2 separate regions of the Mus musculus genome follow, and region 1 is linked to region 2. Evidence: chromatin contacts called from public HiChIP or PLAC-seq data. All regions are on one chromosome and are shown on one strand. Each heading gives the region's core, a stretch centred on a gene start, on an enhancer-like site or on the middle of the called end of the contact. The rest is flanking DNA. Distances are from core to core; before and after follow the strand shown. Region 1 overlaps Gm35682 (a long non-coding RNA gene). Region 2 holds the start of Mrpl13 (mitochondrial ribosomal protein L13).

Region 1 (4,315 bases), core at 1,350-3,849, 2.0 Mb after region 2:
GAAACCTTAAAATTGATTGTGAGATTATCTACCTGCAACTCTATGTCCCCAGCCACTCTGCAGAAGAGGAAATGAAATGAGAAATGACCTAGAGGTATTTGGTGTGCATGAACACACCTGACATCTGGGCTGCAGCTCTTTTTGGGATCATGTGGTTGGGATCTAACCTACATCCTACATTCAGTCCAAGTATTGTCTCTTCACACTGCCTGTGACAGACACCTTAACACAGGACAGTGATTCTACTGAATAGTGAAGAGAGACCTCCCTATGGAATATTGCCAGAGAATAGAGTCCAGCATGAGCAGGAACAAAGCTGATGACTTGGTTGCCATTTGGTCCTGGTGTCCACTATCAGCTAAGTTATGGTGGGGAATGGAGAGAGGAGGGAGGGAGCCATGAGGGTGGAATGTAAGGAACCAGTCTCAAAGCTCCTTCTGAGGATGCTTTATGATGGGAGAATGGCATATTGAAGAAATCTTGGAGTCAGATAAATCTGGCTTGGAATCGTCATTCCATTACTGACTAGTGGTATGAATTTAACCAAGGTAGTGCCTCATATTTCTCACCTAGTAAATGAATAGAAGTGACATTTACCGTAGAGGATTTTTGCCAAGGGCACAATGAATAACTTATTCTCCAGCTTCCAGGTATCTCTACAATGTGTGGAGATAACTAGTACCATTTAATGGTACCAAACTACAAAGATCAACCAATGACAACAGTTGTTGTTTGGCCTGGGTAGACCTAACTTAACCACATCTTATGAGTTAAACGATAAAGGAAGAACTTGGGAATCCAAATATGTTAGTAAGCAGAGAGGATTTGGATCCTCGTGGTACCAAAAGTTCACTGAGAATTCTTGCTATGGCTTCTTCCTCTAACAGGAGAAGGAAGAAGATGCCTGGTTTTCTGTTTTGTTTTGTTTTTCTAGCGCAGCGCATGGTGACAATGACCGACCTGGTAATTCAACAGCCCTGTGTGTCCTTATCACTAAAATCACAAACCAGTCTTTTGCTTCTTAGTGGCTCACAAAATTCCTTCTTATTTTGCTAGTTTGAGTTAGTTGCTTTTAAAAACCAAAAGGACGGGAGAGTAAGCCCAGTGGGAGCTTAGAATTGCTTTTCTGAGTGTGATTACCAAATCAAGGCTTCAAGAAGGAACAGAATTTAATAACAGAACTTGCTGTCCCCATACATGCTTCTGTCCCCAATGATATATACCAGGATACATAGCAGACATAAAAGGCAATAAATTTCTAATCATTTCATCTCACACTCAACGTGTTAATCTTTCTCAATGTTAAAATGCCTACATTGTGTAGCTATTTCTGTCTGATTGGATCATTGCTTCTTATAAAGTAAACCAAACTGACAAGTCTCAGGAAACAAGAGTCACAAGGCTCCTCTTCCACACACCATATAAGCAGAAATGAGCACTGCACCACCTGAAAGTTGCAAGTTGTATGTGAAGGACCAGGGACGCAGCTCTCATGAGTCATCTCCCAGCTAGTATAGGCTTTTCCATGATGGCGCTGCCTTTGAGTCACCTATGCTTTTACATGTAACCTCAATGAATACACTGGTTCACTAATCTAAGCCTGGGTGATCTCAGGTCTTTGGTCTGTCACCTGTGCCCTACTGGACTGAAGAGACATTTGTTCTCATCTCCCTAGAAAATGCACACAACAGCCTACTGTGTGCTAAGCTTACTACTGGTTTCTACTGCAGACTCCCTTTTCTTCCTTGTTTCTTTATGTGATGCTATGGCATTTTCTCTGTAGACCTTTACAAACATAACCGAGACACCACGTGGGAGGCATGTGCTGCTCTGTCTGCTCTGGGTCTACTATCCTGACGTCAACAGTGAGTTGGGTCCATCCAGTCCAAATAGCCTTTTCTATCTAACTCCAGAACCTCAAGCTTTCACCTTGAACCATGTAAAGACAATGACCTAACAAGGTTAAGCTCTCTGTGCCTATGGACTAAACTAGATACAATATTATGAACAGGTAATGAGTTTCAAAACAACACTGCAAATAAATTGGGGAAATGCAAACTCTAAAATAACTAACATGAGAGTTACAAGTTCTCATAACAAGTGTTTAGGATTATGGCTTCCATCCCACATCTGGGTTATTGCAAGAGTTTTACATACTCTGAAGAGATACTTTAAAATTCTGCTCAAGTTCTTAGTCAATATAGTGATGGACACAGGCAGATAGATACATATACAGATGATAAATTATTAGCGAATAGATATATAGGCATATTGATAAATAATATATACAGGCATATTTACCTGTTTACCCTCTTCATATAGGCAACTTATAGACAGACAGAAATGTGAATTAAAAGAGAAAATGATTTCATAGTCAAATACCAATAGGCTACATAAGCCACTAAAAGTTAAAATTTGTGTACAATACGTGTATACAAAGCGTTATTAAGGCATCTCCGTTATGAATATTATGGTCACCTAACAACGGTGATCCATGAAGCAGCATCCCTTTTACTCACCCAACTTAAACAGTGCTTGGCCTCACTTCTGAGCAGTCTGCTCTTTGCAAGACTGTATCATAGCAACATAGAACTTCCAAGAGTGCCAAAGCAGCCTTCCTGGAGGCTATGGTTAGTCAGTCTAGCAGCAACATGAAACCAGGGGCGGGGGAGGGGAGGCAAAGTTCAGTGATCTGGAGACCCAGATCTGCCACAAGCTGGATATAACACAGACTGAATTCAATTAACAAAGCCTTCTGAACATCTGCTGAGTGTCAAGCTCAGAGTCTCTGTGCACGGACCAATCTCCAGTGTCTAACTGGAGACTCTGAATGGTACTTCTCCAGAGACGGAAGCACTTGTTAAAATAGCATTTTCCGGTATAGACGAACCCTTGATCCTCTTTGTTATGGCCGTCTCACACACACACACACACACACACACACACACACACACACACCACTGTTGTGGGGGTCCTCCCACTGCTCACTGAGAAAGGCCATAATAGAAATCAGTAAAGAGGACCAGGAGGAGAAATGTGCACTTGGGGGGGGGGGGGAGGGCGCCCCCCCCCCCCGCTCAGTCAGCTAGACTCTTCCTACCTCCAAGTCTGAGAGGCCCCCTCCCCTCCTTTCTCCTCCGGAGAGGCACACCCTCTGTGCCACTTTACTGTCTACAGAACCCAATTAGCATTTTGCACACTGCAGCATCCTGAACCGTGGATCTCACTTGTCCCTTCAGCAGAATAGCAGGTGGGAGCTGAACAGATTAGAATGCAAAGGACAGTTATGTAATTTACCTAAGTCCCAGTCCACCTGACACTGCCAGTCTGCATCTTCCCTTTCACCCTGGCAAGCTGGCACAGCCTAGCAATTAATCACACACAGGACATCCTTGGCACCTGACGATGCTTTCTTCACAGGCTGGAAACCGTAGCATGGCTCCAAACAAAATGCCTTTTGCATCTCACTGCCACGTGAAGGGTGCTAAGATGATGAAGTGGGATAAATTATAACCAAAAGGTCACTCTTGTCTTATATATCTGATCTAAAATTTTTCGGAACCCTTGTTCCTCCAGATAGCAGGAATGAGCAGGAACTTACTAACTAAAGCCTCTCTTGTTTTTCCAGTTTAATGGAACCCTCCTTCAAGCTGTGTTGCTAGAAGCTAAGTGCCCAGTCTCTCTGGGTTTCTCCTGCCAAGGTAAGAGGACAGCTTTCATCTACTGGTGGCTGGTGACAAGACCTCAGATGCGTGACCTCCCAAGGGGCAAGGAGAATCTTTCCTGAGAGACAGATGCATCCGTACAGTCCTGGAACCCAGAGAGACCCTTCCTATCATTTGTGGGAAACAAGCTGGCACCCAGCCAAAGCCTGTCTTCATCCAGGTCCCTGCTAATCCAGCAGCTAGTGCAGGCTCCAGACCTCCTCCACGGAATTAAACTCCTAGGCTGTCATAACAAGTTATCAAAAACTGTGGCTTAAAATAACAAAGTTGTGTTCTCTCACTATTCTGGAAGCCAAAAGTCAGCAGTATCAGCAGCACTGCACTGCCTTCTAGGCCCTGGAGAATATTCCTTTCTTGCCTCTTCCGCCTTGGGAAAGCTCCTGGCTTGGCAGGCTTGGCACAGCATCATTCCAGAGCCTGCACCCTCTTCACAGAGTCGTCTCCCTGGCTTCTGAGCCACCAACCTTTTGGTCCTGCTTCTATTATAAAAATCTCGCCCATTGGCTACAGGCCATGCCTAAACTCGTGTTGATTTCCTTTAGAAACAAATGTTCATTTACACCCATACAGCCCCTGATCCCACATAATGT
Region 2 (3,756 bases), core at 1,122-3,621:
TACCTTCCCAGGGGAAAAATTTTAGAAAATAGGCAACATCTATTAAAACCTCTCCACTCAAAGGCATGTCGTCATGAGAAGAGACTAGTGGAAGAAGGGAAACTCAATTTACAGTGGAAATCAGGACAGCACTGGAGTGCAAGTAAGGTTACTGGTGGGTTTTTGTTTAGTAATAGTATCAAATGGGACTGTTTAAAACACACACACACCATCAAATTCAGTTTAGCACCTGATGAGGTCTTCCAGAAGGAATAGAATAGAGAATCTTTATATACACGCAGAAAGGAGCCCTTGAACACAGTCCCGTGAAACCTCATGAAGTTCCTATTCTGGAGTTGTAAAGCACGGCTGCCCATGACGGATCTAAGGCAGTACTTACTCAGCTGATGGTACACTGGTTTATTTAATCCTTGCAGTTTGTTGGATGCTATAACCGCAAGTTTGCCAGGGGGCTGCATTTTGCCATCTAAGAGATACCACATTCGAGCAAAAGTGGCCCATTGCTAGGAAATAAAGAGAATAAGAAAATTCTAGTTAAAATGGAAACAATTAAAACCATTACTATACACTATTATGGGTATTCTATAACTAATGCCAGCAATTACTTTGAAAAACAGACTATCACTAGTTTGTGTGGGTGTGTAATTTGTTTCCATTACCAGTTCTGAGGTCTTTTCTTGTTATGGCATTAAGATAGTAAGGCATGTTACACAGAAAGCTGAGTGGCCAACTGCCAACTGAAGATTATTCAAGAACTCAGTTCTAGGAGAGCTAAACACAACTATGCAATCAGAGCAGTATAGCTTAGATTCAGTATGTCTATGTGTGTGTGAGAACTGAGAAACCAGGCAAGCACTCTACCACTGAGACCCATCACTAACCCCTTTCATGCTTTTGAGACAAGAGTCTCACCAAGTTACTCAGCTTAGCCTCGAGTTCACCCTGTACCCGCCAAAGGCTTGAAATTACAACTATCCCCACTTCATTCTCTAGAATAGCTGGTATTACAGGCCTGTCTTCCAAGACATCTTTAGGTCATCTGATAAAATCACTGTCTTCAATGCCTCCAAACTAAGGAAATTATCTCTATTCCAGAAAGATCTTGTCCAGGTACTTTCATATGCATATACACAAGGATTATATGCTAGAAAAATACACTTATAAGCTTGTGGTTTCATATTAGTTATCCTAAATTTTAAACTAGCCTATGCATACGCAAAAGACAAGTTTACCACATTCCATGTGAACTAATACTTTAAAAAAGCTTGATAAATAATAGAAATACTGCCACATGTCAACTTGCTGTCAAAGTTTTAAATATTCACATCTGTTATTTACCTGATTATAGACAGGTAACAACTACATTTAAAGGAAATGTACTTCAAGTAGTGTTAGGCTAGGAGTTGTCTTGGATTAACATATCAGAAACTAATTCTTTCTCTTCTATCTAGAATCTGCTTCAGTTTCAGTATTCCCTATGAGTCAGCCTTCCGGTTGCCCAAACCAGAATTCTTAAAAGTTATTCTTGTTTCTCTTTACACCCACATTCAAATCTTTAATATATATTGTGGACTTCTTAGAACTCCAATGTTTCAGCCTGACTTGTAAAATGAGTATTTTGTGTGGTACACTAAAATAGAATTCTAACTGAATTCTCCCTTTAGCCCTTCAAAGATCTCCCATCTGTGAACAGTTTATCTTCCACCTGGCGGCTTGAGTGCTTGCTTGATCCTTCTGATGCCTAAGACTTCTAGGTCAAAACTCTACAACAGGTCTTCATTCTTTATAAACAGTCTTAAGCAGCGCAGGCTTGACTTCAAGCTCACTAAGTATCGGAGAAGGCTGGCCTTGAACTTCGGATCTTTCTCCCTCCACCTCCCAAGTGCTAGGATAACATGCGTGCACCATAATTCCAGGTTTATGCGGTGTTGGGGATGGAACCCAGGCATGCTACGCTACATCAGCTACAGCTCCACACCTTCCCTTCCCCCTCCCCTACTGTACTAAACAAAAATAAACATCTTTTAGTGGTTTTTACTGCCCCACGTCATTCAACCTATTATTTCACTTTAGCTCTCTTTCCGCAAGGAACAAAAGACACGAAAGGGGCAGACTGAGGAGAGAAAGGAGCCAAAACAAAGATATCAAGTGGTAGGCAGACTCACAACCCTCTGGTAAGTGACTCCTAAAGCATTTCTTGGGTACGGGTGTCAGCTTCCCTGAAAGCTCAGCTTCTGCACTAAATCCCTGTGAACACTGCTCTTCATTTTCGCCAGCGTACTGAGCACACTATCCTGCCCGAAACGCGCAAACTCACCTGGGGCGCCCTAGAGAAGCTGGACATGCTCTCCGACCCGCGGCGTCCTTTACTTTGCACCCGCCCCGCCGGGGAACCAGCACCACGGGTCCGGCGGGAAACACAGACACCCGAGCATGAAGGTTCCTACTGCCGTCGCGTGCGCTCATCTGCTTCCCCGCCACACTCGGGTCCCCGCCGGTAGCGGTTTCGTTATGAGAGGAGCAGAGAGTGTGGCTCCTGAGAGAATAATTTCCCACAATAATTGGCGGGAAAACCGACGTAGGACATTATTTTGCAGCCAACCTGAGCGGCAGGAAACCGGAAGTGCACGTTGCGCGCGGCTCTTTTGAGACCTAACACTGAGTCCGGGCGCGAAGAGGATGGATCGGTACTTGCTGCTGGTCACCTGGAGGGAAGGGAAGTTTCGATCCGTGGCGGGTGGGGAGATCGAGCCTGGCACTGAGGCGACATCCCTGGAGAGCACCGACAAACAGCCCGGTAAGCTCTGGGCGGAGAAGAGGCGGGAACGACCGGCGGCGGGGAAGCGAAGGATTTGAGTTTCTGATGAAATCCCGGAGGGAGGCGCATAGGTCGAATGGTCCCGGGAACGTGCAACTAACTCTCTGAAGTAGTTTCTATAAGAACTGAGCAGTAGTATGTCAATGGAAAAGATATAAAGTTGTGGGTATTAGATGCCAGTGTCCCAAGTGCTTGGTGAACTGAATATTTGCCTGGTTGAATCTTCTGGTGGCATAGTCATCGAATTTTTGCTTTTAGGGAAGGTATGCTTGCAGAAAGAAGTGTCCCTTGGCGTTCCTACCACCTTGAAGAAAGCACAGAAAGAAATGATAGGTTCTGCAGATCTGAGTTTTACATTCTATGAAGGAAACATTCCACACTAAAAAAAGAGAAATGACCAGCTTTAAAAGATTTTAGCTGCATTGCTTTTTTGGCGTACTTGACTAATCTCAATATTACGTTTTCCTTGTTTTGATTAAGCAGACATTTTTAGGAAGAAATGTATATAGTTCGTATATACTTCTTTTGGAAGGAAGTTTTGATTTCTTGTTACTGATTAGCATATACAAATGAGGAGACTTGGCTGTTTTCTCTGCGGTGTCAGCACTTGAATAGACTTGGTCAACATGTATTCTGTCTACAACTTACTGGCCTTCAGATCCTCTGATAGTGAAATGGAAACAGGCCCTAGATTATGTTAACTCTTGAGTTAGATGACTGAGTCAGGTCTTTATTTTTATAGATTTGACCGCAACCAATATTTATCACCTCTTGAAGAGAAGCATCAGCGATTCAATCCATCCAGATGACAGTACATTCCCTGGTAAGTACAGAAGTGTAATGGTAATGAAATTCCTCTCCTATCCACCACCACCCCCCACCCCCAAAGTCTGACACAGCATTTTTTTGGAAATCAGTCAGTTTGATAACCTAGGAGT

What was found. HiChIP or PLAC-seq counts read pairs in DNA pulled down with a chosen protein or histone mark.
Region 1: a contact with region 2 is called in an H3K4me3 HiChIP or PLAC-seq map of embryonic limb bud, with 7 times the contacts expected there. The contact joins the enhancer-like site here to the promoter of Mrpl13 in region 2. A contact is called at or near these places in 2 of 39 promoter capture datasets (frontonasal cranial neural crest and hippocampal neurons), 2 of 115 datasets of contacts at active chromatin or transcription factors (embryonic limb bud and stem cell-derived neural progenitor cells) and 1 of 9 other capture datasets (adipose tissue).

The regions. Positions count from the first base shown.
Region 1 is chr15:57,586,917-57,591,231 of GRCm38.p6, forward strand. All of the region lies in intron 3 of Gm35682 (a long non-coding RNA gene), which reads right to left. Gm35771 (a long non-coding RNA gene) reads left to right here. Exons shown (of 5, transcript XR_384110.4): 2 at 1,784-1,865; 3 at 3,629-3,701. Among named protein-coding and RNA genes, the nearest start is that of Gm35771, 10 kb to the left of the region's middle. Within about 2 kb of position 2,600, at least 47 of the 459 cell types and tissues checked have an H3K27ac peak or open chromatin away from gene starts, as enhancers often do. A contact at or near this core is called in embryonic limb bud, where this site is marked.
Region 2 is chr15:55,554,941-55,558,696 of GRCm38.p6, forward strand. Mrpl13 (mitochondrial ribosomal protein L13) reads right to left here and starts at 2,372. Exons shown (of 7, transcript NM_026759.3): 1 at 2,318-2,372; 2 at 380-503. The coding sequence starts at 2,344. It overlaps Mtbp (Mdm2, transformed 3T3 cell double minute p53 binding protein), which reads left to right and starts at 2,468. Exons shown (of 22, transcript NM_134092.3): 1 at 2,468-2,797; 2 at 3,561-3,641. The coding sequence starts at 2,680.